2 separate regions of the Xenopus tropicalis genome follow, and region 2 is linked to region 1. A link is a contact called in public Hi-C data. All regions are on one chromosome and are shown on one strand. The core of a region is the stretch at or near the end of the contact, and the rest is flanking DNA. Distances in the headings are between cores, read along the strand shown.

The links. Hi-C and Micro-C count contacts between places; a contact is called where the count stands out from the background.
Region 2: a Hi-C map of neurula embryo shows a contact between it and region 1, with 4 times the contacts expected there. The contact joins the promoter of rasd1 here to the promoter of rai1 in region 1. A contact is called at or near these places in 4 of 5 Hi-C or Micro-C datasets (brain, gastrula embryo, liver and 1 more).

The regions. Positions count from the first base shown.
Region 1 is chr9:15,515,663-15,522,298 of UCB_Xtro_10.0, reverse strand. rai1 (retinoic acid-induced protein 1) reads left to right here and starts at 4,069. Exons shown (of 5, transcript XM_004918074.4): 1 at 4,069-4,255.
Region 2 is chr9:15,695,035-15,702,253 of UCB_Xtro_10.0, reverse strand. rasd1 (ras related dexamethasone induced 1) reads right to left here and starts at 1,480. Exons shown (of 2, transcript NM_001078940.1): 1 at 1,178-1,480; 2 at 1-845. The coding sequence starts at 1,448. The coding sequence ends at 316.

The DNA.
Region 1 (6,636 bases), core at 2,820-5,319:
ATGGAAAAGCACTTTCCCAGGCTGGCTGGGTACTGATATATAAATGGTGAGAAAGGATCTTGTTATATACAGTTATTGGACTACTGCGCAGTTGGTCAGCTTTATAGGGTGTGTAAACTCAACTATATAATGTTACATAAGAGCAAATATAATTCTAAGCTACTTTAATAATAGCCTCTGGGAAGGGACTGTCTCTGTGGGATAGCAGGTATAGTAGGGAGAGATGGTGCCTATAGTAGCAGTGGGGGGATAATAGCCTCTGGGAAGGGACTGTGGCTGTGGGATAGCAGGTATAGTAGGGAGAGATGGTGCCTATAGTAGCAGTGGGATAATAGCCTCTGGGAAGGGACTGGGGCTGTGGGATAGCAGGTATAGTAGGGAGAGATGGTGCCTATAGTAGCAGTGGGGGGATAATAGCCTCTGGGAAGGGACTGGGGCTGTGGGATAGCAGGTATAGTAGGGAGAGATGGTGCCTATAGTAGCAGTGGGGGGATAATGGCCTCTGGGAAGGGACTGGGGCTGTGGGATAGCAGGTATAGTAGGGAGAGATGGTGCCTATAGTAGCAGTGGGATAATAGCCTCTGGGAAGGGACTGGGGCTGTGGGATAGCAGGTATAGTAGGGAGAGATGGTGCCTATAGTAGCAGTGGGATAATAGCCTCTGGGAAGGGACTGGGGCTGTGAGATAGCAGGTATAGTAGGGAGAGATGGTGCCTATAGTAGCAGTGGGGGGATAATAGCCTCTGGGAAGGGACTGGGGCTGTGGGATAGCAGGTATAGTAGGGAGAGATGGTGCCTAAAGTAGCAGTGGGGGGATAATAGCCTCTGGGAAGGGACTGGGGCTGTGGGATAGCAGGTATAGTAGGAGAGATGGTGCCTATAGTAACAGTGGGATAGTAGCCTCTAGTGTCTGTACTTGATAGGTCTTTTCGCCACTAGGGGCAGCCTTGGGTATGTTCTGGTGATTCTGGGCACATGGTCCGGGCTGTCTTTATATCTTGGAACGAGGCAAGAGGAATTGATATGGCATGCTGCCCACTGCAGTTTATGGAAATATGGCGTGCAACCACACAGATGCACAGAAGGCACACTGGCACAGAAGGCACAGAAGGCACACTGGCACAGAAGGCACACTGGCACAGAAGGCACACTGGCACAGAAGGCACACTGGCACATTAGGCACACTGGCACAGAAGGCACACTGGCACAGAAGGCACACTGGCACATTAGGCACACTGGCACAGAAGGCACACTGGCACAGAAGGCACACTGGCACAGAAGGCACACTGGTACTGGATTTCTATTGGATTTTCATTCACACTCCTGTTCTTCTCAGAATTCTGCATTGTGATTACATCATTGCAGTAAAGCGTGTGACCGTGCCAAGCTAATTTAAAGCCAGCATGAGGTCACCCCTGTGACATCATCACTTGACAAACGAGCACATTAGTCACCGTGAGCGCCGCCATTCCCCCCAGTGCTGCTGGAAACCCATTAGGATGAATTCTGTAAGCAGAAGGCAAAGCTATTGCTGATCTCACAGTCTTGTCACCAAGTCCCCCCCCCCCCTCGCCGGCCCATTAGGCCCCGAGCCCGCTGGCTATAGATAGAATTGTGACATCATTGCTTCATCGACTCTCCCCGGACACCTTTACAGCCATTTGCCCTCGACAGCTGGCAGGGCTACCAGGACGAGCGTAGGCACAGGGAAATATGTTTTCTATATAAATATCTAATGTGCGGGGGGGGGGGACATTTCCTATAAAAGTCACTTGCTGGGGAAGGGTCCCATTGACATCAGTGGCTAAAAATACCATTGGGATAGGGCCAACGTGCAAAGCATTATGGTTCCTGGGCCCGTTATACTACTGGGCCATTAGCCCTTTATTAGGAACTTGCCCTTGGGGGTGTAAAGCTTTTCTCCAGCCCAAACCCTGATACAGAGCTGCACTCCCCTGTATTTCCTGCTCCTGGGCTGCTCTCCTACCCATGGATAAGGCAGAACTTCATCCAGGTGGAAAGGGTTGGCATTGATCTCTGTGGTTGTAGACGAGCATCCCAGCCATTGGTGGGGGATATAGGGGTATTGCAGTCAGGGGCCCCATGGCAGAGTGGGAAGATGTCACAAAAGGGGTGGGGCTTTTGCAGGAGTTTGGGTGGGCGGGATTTGGTATAATTGGGGAGTGGCCAGGGTGATTCAGGGACATGGCTAGAGTTGCCACCTCTTGTCAATGTTCTTATTGGCCACAAGGGGGCGGGTCTGTGATGATGGTGTGGATCTGTGATGTATGTGGGGGCGGGGCATGATGCCAGTGGGTCGCATTCAAGGGGAAATAGGGAGCAAGCGGGTTAGAAAGGGAGCTGGGAAGAGGGATAGGCGGTGGGATGGGGGGGATCAGAGGTGGCACTGGGTGGAGGGCAAGTTATTACAAATTTACCGGCAACTACATTGTAATTTGTAACACTGGCCCCGTCCCTAGGCTGGTGAAATAGCGGCCAGCTGGCAACTCTAGACAAGGACATTGTGGGTAGGGGTCATTCTTTTACAGGGCCCCCATCTCAATTACAAGGCCACATGCTAGGGAGGCACAGGTTACCGGTGGGCTATTAAGTGGGGCCACCGGGCTGAGTATGATGGGCCCCATGATTACTTTGGCAGCCGTGTAGAGTAAGTAGAGCTCTATCAATCTGCTTTTATACTCCCCCTAGAGATCTGTGCAATGGAACTGCCTCCTGCCCCCCAACCTGACTTCTCTGTTGGACTGTTCCTTACCTGACAATGGGGAAGAGAGCAGCCCAGGAGCAGGAAGTATGTAGAATCGGAGCTGTGCATTTGTGCATTAACCCACAGCAACCAAAAAACCTTGACTTTCTGAATCAGATCAGTTGTGATCAAATGACCAAATAATTGGGGAGCCAAAAAGCCCTGATCCAGCCAGAAAGCAGGCAGTAGCACAGGGTCTCCTCTGGGTGGCAGCAAAGCGCAGGCAGAAGCGACTTCATAGCTTCTATAGAATGAATATTATCCTTATTATTTATACATGACAGGCAATGCCCAAATGGAGCTTCTCCTTTCACTATCTTTAGTTATTTAACCTTGGGAGGAAACCCACACAACAGGGGGAAAGTACACAAACCCCTTGCCAGTGTGGCCTTGGCTGGATCTGAACCCAGGGCCCCAGCACGGAAAGGTCACAGCTACTAACAGTATAACTATAAAGGAAAGGGTTAAGGGCAACTAATACAGCAAACCCCTCCCCAAAAGTAGTTCCTGTAGCTTCAGAGGTGTAACCCACCAACCCAAAAGAGGCGGGGCTTACTGGAAAGTGGCTATGGGTTTAAATGGGTAGCTGGTAATATTCTCCCAGCCAACATTCCCCAGGCAGCCATTCCCAAGCCAATCAGATCTCTCCAATGCTGGTGTTTCTCCCTGGGACAGTTTAGAAACCAAGGGACACCAGCAACAGGGTTAGGTGGGGTCTGTGTTCACTTCTAAAAATAAGGTTCCATTGGTTTCTATGAGACAAGACACACTGACCATAGACAGTAGCACAGACTGCCCTCTATCATTGCTGGTTTCAGGGTAGGGCATGTGGGAACATGTGTAATTGTATAACACACACTATTTGACTATATATAATGAACATATAAATTCCCAGAATGCCTCCGACAGGGAAAGGCCCATGTCTCTGCGGGGTAAAACCAGAAGCTATTATTATCCTGCCTAAAATAGCGCCGTGTGGTTTGGCCCAAAAACGTCAGCGACTCGGAGGGTAAAATCCATCAAGTCGTGCTCTGAGGCTGAGGTCCGGTTTTTGGGAGACTGGCCCAGTTTCTGGGTTTGGCCCAATTAGCTGCGTGTAAGGGGGGGGGGTATCCTTCCAGGTGTGAGTGGATTTATTCCTTCTGGACTCCCCCCCATCCTATCATTGCAGGGTTCCATATAGTCTGCTTGCTGCAGGGGTTAAACCAGCGCTGGGAGGAGGAAATGATCCCTTAGGTGTCCATTGACTCGGATCCACCACTAGGGGGCGCTCCCGGCCTTGCCGTCATCCCTTGCCCTCCCTCCATATACAGCAGGGCAGCCTCCTCTGGAAGTCTTTGTACCGATAGCGAGCAGGGAAGCGGGCACAGCTCACCTGGCAGCCTGGCATTGCCCTGTCTTCAGCCGGATTAGGGGGGACCCCCCTGCATATGGCCTGTGCCTGCCTGTCCCCACAAGGAGCCGACACAGAGGAGCTGGCAGCTGGAGAGAGGTAGGGGGGATTTACCCGTTCTACCAACTAATCATGTGCCCACCAGTAGGGACCCCTTAATCTTCTTATTCCTGGCACCCCTGCTAGCTGCTGGGCTGAGTGGGTGCAAGCTGCCACTTAGTGTCTAAGCTACTGAACTAAAGGGGGGTGCAAAGTGGCATTTAACCTCTTAGCTGCTAGGCTTGAGAGGGGGTGCAAGGTGGCTTTAAACCTCTTAACTGCTGGGCTTGAGGGGGGGGGCAAGTTGGCACTTATCTTCTTATGATAGAGGCAGTACCCAGGTGGTGTTTAACCCCTTAGCTGCTTGGCGTGAAGGGGTGCAAGTTGACAGTTAGTTTAACTGCTGAACTAGGGGCGGTGCCCAGGTGGCATTTAACCCCTTAGCTGCTCGGCTGAAGGGGGTGCCAGGTGACACTTAATGTCCTTGCTGCTGGGCTGAAGTGGGTGCAAGGTGACAATATTAGGCCTGCAATGTATATATATATATATTTTGTTTCTCATTTTTAACCTAATGTACTGATTGCTTCCACTGTCGCCGTGATATCATTGCAAACACTTGAGAAATCATTGTTGTGCCGACTTGGCACCAGGCAAGAATTGCATCATCATGTGCCAGCCCCTTGGCATCAGTGGCGCTCTCGGTGGGGTTATAACGGTGCAATGGTGTGAAATAATAACAATAACAGTTCCCTGTTCACCAGCTGGAGGTTACAGAGTCAGAGCTGGCAGTGAGGACTGACTACCTAAACTGCATTCAGTTAATGAAATACTTCTATGCGGTTGGTCACAAAGCTTTCCTTGGGTAGAGGGCACCTATGATATATATATATATATGTGTATATATATATATGCACACTTGTAGGCACTGAGGGCCTGTTGGGAGATTTTTGTGTAGATCCCTTATATAGCAGTGGGCATAATGCCATCCTGTTTGGTGGCCTTATAGACCAGCTACTATTATGTAACATAGTAACATAGTAAGTTGGGTTGAAAAAAGACATACGTCCATCACGTTCAACCATAATGACTATATATGTGCTCTAATGGGTGTGTGAGGCACAATTTTACTCCATCTGAGCATCTGAGGGGTCAGTGTAACTGAGGGTCTTGGCCTCAGACCGTATTTCATATGAATCAAGGCATGGGTGGGAGAGTGGCCCCAGTGAGATGCCACCTGTATACATGCATGGTAAGGCAAGAGTAGGAAGGGGGCGTAACTGTGGGTTAGTGTGTATGTATGGGGCCACTGGTTGCACAGCAGCGCTTTCTATATGAATACCAGGGCCCCATATAGATTGGGGAGCACAATAAAGTGGTACATGCTGCTGGTATCTACCGTATAGATGGGGTTTTGCTTTCACTGATTCAGTTATAACATGTGACACATTCAGACAGAATAGGAGTGACCCTTGTTAGGCAACTTCAGTGTCTATGGGGCTCCATTTTGAGTGCTTTGGGGCACAGCGCCCAAAACACTGATTGCTCTGACAGATTGTCAAGTATGTTATCTGTATATAGGGTTGTTTGTGCTTGAATGGCAGTGCCACCGGTAGAGCTATTCAGCTGTTCGGCTGGAAGAATCCAACAATACCAGTATATTTCCTTATTACAAACATGCCCAATGGCAAGAAACCATGTCAAAATGCATGTGACTGGGTACTAGGAGTTCCCTGTCCCAGTCCCGCAGGGCCCTGGGCCCGTACCACTGCTGCCCAATACTTGCCTCAGTCATTTTGCCCTGCTGTACCACACGGGAAGTGGGGGCAGGTATCAGGTGTTCTGATCACTGTGGGCAGGGAAGACTAGAGGCCATGTTCTCCGGTGGGCCCAGGTACTAAAGTTAAAGGTATCCGCCTGTCACTTGGCACACAGGGTAAATTTTAAGCCCACAAACCATCAAAAGTGAATTTTAGGGCTGATACCATTGCAGATAATGGCATTAGGTGGGCATTAAAGTGATACAGGTATGGGATCCCTTATCTGGAAACCCTGTTAACCAGAAAGCTCCAAATTCCGGAAAGCCCATGTCCCATAGGCTCCATTTTAATCAAATAATTCAGAATTTTAAAATTGATTTCTTCTTTCTCTGTAATAATAAAACAGTACCTGTACTTGATCCCAACTAAGATATAATTACCCCTTATTGGGGCAGAACAGCCCTATTGGGTTTATTTAATGGTTAAATGATTCCCTTTTCTCTGTAATAATAAAACAGTACCTGTACTTGATCCCAACTAAGATATAATTACCCCTTATTGGGGGCAGAACAGCCCTATTGGGTTTATTTAATGGTTAAATGATTCCCTTTTCTCTGTAATAATAAAACAGTACCTGTACTTGATCCCAACTAAGATATAATTACCCCTTATTGGGGGCAGAAC
Region 2 (7,219 bases), core at 231-2,730, 180 kb before region 1:
AGTTGCACCCAGTTCGGGAGGTTCAACAGATCAGAGAGTTTTCTCAAAGTACAGATTGTCCACTCCAGCAGTCACATGACTGTAAAGCTCCTGGCCAGCTTCATGGCCACTTCCAAACTGTCCAACAACGTCTGCCCCATCAGGCTTCTCCTTTCCTCAGCAGCCTGACTAACCATCAGAAGGCACGGAGGGGCAAGTGGAACCCCCTCAACGGTCATGCCATCTCGGCTTTGGCTTCTTTCAAAAACGCCACGGTCTTTTCTGTTTCTCTATGTATATATTTATAAAGGCACCGGTGCCAGACCTGCCCAAGCCCTAGCTGATCACACACCTCTCTTTGTCTTTACTCTGGCCGCCTCCTACGGCCTTGGCTCTAATGTACATTAAGTCACTGTGGATGCTGGGTCTGCGGGCAAAGGGGGCCACAATGCCATAGGCGTCCCCATCCTCCTTGACTTTCTTGCCCTTCAGGGACTTCTTGTGCAAGATCTCGCAGTATTGGACAGACACTTTACGGTGCAAGTCTGGGCTCATCTCACTGGGCAGCTTGGCCATGGTGAACAGAGCCTTGAACATCTCATCCAGGCTGGAGTTCTTCTTGGCCGATACCTCAAAGTAAGAACATTTACTGTCCTCCCCAACCAGCTGCTCAATCTCATGAGGTTGCACCTCCCTGTAGAAGTCCCGGTCCACTTTATTCCCACAGATAACGATGGGAACATCCACATTCTCCTTGGTTTTGTTCTTGAGACAGGACTTGGTCTCAATGATCTGCTGCTTCAGCCGCTGCACCTCCTCAAAGGAGTCCCTGTTGTCCAGGCTGAAGACCAAGATAAACACATCACCTGGAGGAGAGAAGAAGGAGGGCAGGTTAGTAGCTGTCGTAACGTTGTTACTTTCATTGTATTTAACACTAAACAAGAGGATCTGGACTCAATTTGCGCTTCAGAGACAGAAGCTCACGACTCTGTAGTAATATAATCCCAAGAGCCCTTCGCTATAATAGGCAGTTTCCCCGTCTGCGAATAGGGATCCCATAATAAAAGCAATATAATAGTTACAGCAATGGGCACCCTGCTAGAAACTGAAGGTGCTGAGCATTTACCAGCAGTTAACTAGTTGCCCACTAACCCAGTTAGGAAAAGTTCTGACTACTTGCCAACAAGTGAGGACTTACCGGTGAGGATGGAGAGCCTTCTCATGGCCGGGAAGGGGTGGTTGCCCGAAGTATCTAAGATATCCAGCTGGTACACCTCCCCCCGGATGCTGTAGAACTTTCGGTGGAAATCCTCGATGGTCGGGGTGTATTGCTCCTCAAATCGGCCGCTCAGGAAGCGGGACACGATGGAGGTTTTGCCCACCTTGGAGGAGCCCAGGATGACCATTCGGTAACAGTTCTTGGGGGGGATGTTCAGCTCGGTCTCCCCGGGGCACATTTTCTTGATCATTGCGGTGAGTCTGCCTCTGACAGAGAACGAATCGCTGCGACTGAGCAGCATTAGATACTGAGCGATGGGAGCGGAGAGTTGATCTGATCGGGAGCTCAGGCTGCAGCCGCTTATATAGGGAGCCGGGACACGCCCACCGCAACGTCACAGCCAAAACACTGCGCTCTGTCCGACTGTCAGAAGCAACAGGAGTCTGGGGAGAAGCAGAGCTGCCACTTACCTACTGACTGGCACTCACAGCTGCCACTTACCTACTGACTGGCACTCACAGCTACCACTTACCTACTGACTGGCACTCACAGCTGCCACTTACCTACTGACTGGCACTCACAGCTACCACTTACCTACTGACTGGCACTCACAGCTGCCACTTACCTACTGACTGGCACTCACAGCTACCACTTACCTACTGACTGGCACTCACAGCTGCCACTTACCTACTGACTGGCACTCACAGCTGCACTTACCTACTGACTGGCACTCACAGCTGCCACTTACCTACTGACTGGCACTCACAGCTACCACTTACCTACTGACTGGCACTCACAGCTGCCACTTACCTACTGACTGGCACTCACAGCTGCCACTTACCTACTGACTGGCACTCACACAGCTGCCACTTACCTACTGACTGGCACTCACAGCTACCACTTACCTACTGACTGGCACTCACAGCTGCCACTTACCTACTGACTGGCACTCACAGCTACCACTTACCTACTGACTGGCACTCACAGCTGCCACTTACCTACTGACTGGCACTCACAGCTACCACTTACCTACTGACTGGCACTCACAGCTACCACTTACCTACTGACTGGCACTCACAGCTGCCACTTACCTACTGACTGGCACTCACAGCTACCACTTACCTACTGACTGGCACTCACAGCTGCCACTTACCTACTGACTGGCACTCACAGCTACCACTTACCTACTGACTGGCACTCACACAGCTGCCACTTACCTACTGACTGGCACTCACACAGCTACCACTTACCTACTGACTGGCACTCACACAGCTGCCACTTACCTACTGATTGGCACTCACACAGCTGCCACTTACCTACTGACTGGCACTCACAGCTGCCACTTACCTACTGACTGGCACTCACACAGTTGCCACTTACCTACTAACTGGCACCCCTCGTCCTTAACTGGCAGTCAGCTAGAGCTGGGCACTCAGCTGCCACTTGTTACTGGGTACTCTTATGCTTGCAACTATGCACATATATCTACTGAGGGTGCCCTCACCCATAGCAGGCATAACATATATATATATACCCTCACCCCCATACCCTGGGCACCCTGACATAGGTACAGCCGGGCATCTCATGCTGGGAACAATATATCTGCTGAATGGCTCCCTGACTTCTAGCCCACAGGTAACTACAGCCTGGCACATAGTCCAGTGCCAGCCAGGGGCATGTGTATGGAGAGTGGGTGCCAGTTAGCGGGATATTTATTGCCAGAGGGTTAGTACCACACAGAGTGTTAGAGTACGGGCGGGCAGGGTATTTACCCATATCAGGGGCAGTGCGGCCGGGCGGGTAGGGACTGAGTGAGGGCAGTAGGTCCGTACCGTTGGGCTTGGGGGGTCAGTAGGCTGAGACACAGTAGGGCGGCACCAGGGGGAAGCGCTGGGGCAGATCCAGTGTCTCTCGGCTCCCTGCCCTGTATTTACTCATATTGCGCTCTCCGTGCGGGAAACTGAACTGATCTGTATCCCAGTCAGTAGCGCCTGTGGGATCCGCATATCGGCCATTTACTGGCTCAGCTCCGGGGTTCGCACAGATACTCGCTGTGTACTTTGCACTCACTTCTACTGCTTTCTGCGCCTCCTACTGCACCGGTTATTGTGCCCTGTCTGTGCCCTGTCTGTGCCCCTCTCTGTGCCCTGTCTGTGCCCCTCTCTGTGCTCTGTCTGTGCCCCTCTCTGTGCCCTGTCTGTGCCCCTCTCTGTGCCCCTCTCTGTGCCCTGTCTGTGCCCCTCTCTGTGCCCTGTCTGTGCCCCTCTCTGTGCCCTGTCTGTGCCCCTCTCTGTGCCCTGTCTGTGCCCCTCTCTGTGCCCCTCTCTGTGCCCTGTCTGTGCCCCTCTCTGTGCCCCTGTCTGTGCCCCTCTCTGTGCCCTGTCTGTGCCCCTCTCTGTGCCCTGTGCATTTGGCTTTGCCCCTCTCTGTGCCCTGTGTATTTGGCTTTGCCCCTCTCTGTGCCCTGTCTGTGCCCCTCTCTGTGCCCTGTGCATTTCGCTTTGCCCCTCTCTGTGCCCTGTGTATTTGGCGTTGCCCCTCTCTGTGCCCTGTGCATTATGGCTTTGCCCCCTCTGTGCCCTGTGCATTATGGCTTTGCCCCTCTCTGTGCCCCTCTCTGTGCCCCTCTCTGTGCCCTGTGTATTTGGCTTTGCCCCTCTCTGTGCCCATCTCTGTGCCCCCCTCTGTGCCCTGTGCATTTGGCTTTGCCCCTCTCTGTGCCCTGTGCATTTGGCTTTGCCCCTCTCTGTGCCCTGTACATTTGGCTTTGCCCCTCTCTGTGCCCTGTACATTTGACTTTGCCCCTCTCTGTGCCCTGTGCATTTGGCTTTGCCCCTCTCTGTGCCCCTCTCTGTGCCCCTGTCTGTGCATGTTTATCAGCCAGTGGAAGGCAAGGTTGCCCGGTTCCATGCCGGGTTAGTGCCCAGTGAGTGCCAGTGCAAGCGCTGCCAGTGCCCCTGCAGATACTGTTGGAAGCATTTGGTTTCGCTGTGTTTTGTACCTGCAGCCCCACACGGCTTGCCCACTGAGCTTGCAATCTACACTGCAGTCGCTTAGAGTGTTTGTTTAAGCACAGCTGGGAGGCCATGGCTTCTGTTCTGGCTCATCCATAAAATCCCTACCCTCCTACTTATCTGCTGAGTCTGTGCAAACACTGCTGGGTGCTGGGCATGGGCAGCTCTCTCACCAATACCTGTTAATATTTAATATGAATCGGCTTTATCTCCGTCTCCCATTTCCAATTCTGTTATTTACCCTTGCACCCTGCCCTTTCATACTGTCAAATGCAACGCTGTCTGTATCCATTAGAATAAAGGCCTATAAACATACATATTGTAGCGCAAGTTATTATTGATACGCTCGGTGCTAATTAGTTTCGGGCAGGTATTGTGATGCTGATTGTATGGTTACTGCCCGCTCGGCGGTTGCTAATGAGAGCGAATGGCTGCTGCGAGTAATCCCAAGCTTCCCCACTAGGGGGCGCCTGGCAGCGCAGGTTGAATGGAGCTTTGGGGAAGCAGCAAAGCGCTGGCAGCGAACTGGGGACATGTAGCTTGTGAGATCCAGGGATGTGACTGCTAATGTGACTGCTAATGTGACTGCTACAGTAGGGAGAGAAGGAGCAGAGACACACAGAACAATTCCCCATAATGAGGGAGGGGCTTAGGCACTAGTGTTATCTAAAGGCAATGTCACCTCCATAAATGCACCTTTCCAAATGCAATTGCTTTCTGCCTAGAAACTCTGCCTAGTTCTGCCATCTGCACTGCCGGACTGCTGAAACAATGTAGCAGAAGTCAGCTGATTCCTGCTTGTTTCAAGAGTCAGAACTGGCAGTGCAGAGTATATACTACTGCTTGTTTCAAGAGTCAGAACTGGCAGTGTAGAGTATATTCTCCTGCTTGTTTCAAGAGTCAGAACTGGCAGTGTAGAGTATATTCTCCTGCTTGTTTCAAGAGTCAGAACTGGCAGTGTAGAGTATATTCTCCTGCTTGTTTCAAGAGTCAGAACTGGCAGTGTAGAGTATATACTCCTGCTTGTTTCAAGAGTCAGAACTGGCAGTGTAGAGTATATTCTCCTGCTTGTTTCAAGAGTCAGAACTGGCAGTGCAGAGTATATACTCCTGCTTGGTTCAAGAGTCAGAACTGGCAGTGCAGAGTATATAAACAGCCACGCATATACCTCTTTAGTTTCTTTTAATAGGCAAGATTGCATATCTATATGTATGTATATCTTTATTTATAAAGTGCTACTTATGTATGCAGCGCTGTACAGTAGATACATTAATACAAACAGGGGGTATATTTGGGTTTATTTCCCCTTTAACTTTCTTGTCCGCTTGGTAGATTAGAAAAAGGCGGAAGAGGAAGGAAAATGAATTCAAATTGCAAAATTGATTAGAATCTTCCGCCTGCAAATTGATTCATGGCTGCGCTTTCCCTTTAATCAGCGCGACAGCAGATGGGGTTAAATATTTTACTCTTCGGCGCCGCCATGGTTGGAGAGATTTCAGCTCTGAAATGGTTAATGGTGTGGGATAACAAAGCGGCTTATACGTATATTTATAATAAAAGGTCAAGTGGAGAGATTGGTTGAGAGAGAGAATTTCCCAGAATGCACCAGGACAAAGGCCTTGAGGCTGAGGCATTGTGGGTAAAGTGTTGGGGATACTTTCCATTAGGGGACTCAACCTGCAGCTTCTAGATGTCGTTGAGCCGCAACAAAGGCTGCCAGGGAATGCTGGAATTTGTAGTTCAGTGACAGCAGGAGAGGTGCAGCTTGGGTTATAAACATGGACCCCCCTTCCCATAAACACTCTCTTCCCTGTGGCCCCCCAGCACCTTTCACATAAGTTGCCCCATTCTTACACCACTTGCCCAGTGGCAATAGTAATTTACCCTTCTCTGTTTATTGCCCAATGGTAAACAGGACCCTCAGCCTACAGGGGCTATTACCAGTTTGTAAGGGGTTAACCCCCCCCCAATATAATACCCAGAGGCCCCGGGTTGCTCAGGTCTCCGTGCAGATAGGGAAATGCAGAAAGCAGCAGGGGGAATCAATGGAAGGGATGCAGGCTGCTCACTGGGGAAACAAATGGGATTTTGATTGGCTCTTATCATCCCAATGTGATTATTAATGATTATAAATAAATCTTCTATAAATAGTTGGCTGGGAGTCCGTCTGTCACGGTGGCTCATATTGGCCATTGGGCAGCTGTAGGGTTGCTGTAATCAGCAGCTGGCTGGCAGCTAGTCACTTTATTCTGGGTGCTGGGGGTCTCTGCCCTGAGCCGCACAGGGGTTTAATGGGGGTCCCGGGCATTGCCGGGAGTCTGACACCCCAATATGATGGAGAAGGTATACAAGCTCAGCAGAGATGTGATGGTGTTCCATGCAGAGTGTGCTTTCTGCTCCCCAATGTGTCAGGGAGGGGGTGGGGCTTCCTCTGTTGCCCCACCTCTTAACTGTACGTTGCTTTGATTGGCAGGAGTAACCTCCTATTTGCTCTCAGGCGGTGCAAATGGGAAAACTCAATCCCCCAACTCACTAGAAAAGCATGAAACTCGCTCCAAACCATTTTGGGTTCAGATGAGACGTCTGCAGGCAGAAGTGTCTCGGCCCATATCAGCACTCTAATGCTATTAGTTTAGACGTGTCAGTGTCACTTTAAGAGACAGAGCAGTTAATGTCCCAGCGCCAAATGTCATTGTCATAGTAACGGAATCAAAATTTTTGCACATTTCTTCTAGTGATAATTAATTGAATTCCAAAGACATTGTCCATTGTTATGAGGCGCAGACAATTTAATTCCCCCAATCTCCCCCATTGTGACATCAGCACCCAGCTTTTGTTTTACTATCACTCCCCCATGCCCCAACGCCCTGACGCCCCCTAGCTGGTCATACCCCCTGGGTCTCTCTTGGGCATGACTGGCTCACACTTTTCCTTGGGCTACAAAGAAGCAACTGTCTGAAGGGATGGGTTTGTGGGGGTAGGCCTTGGGCTATGCAAGGGGGGTGCA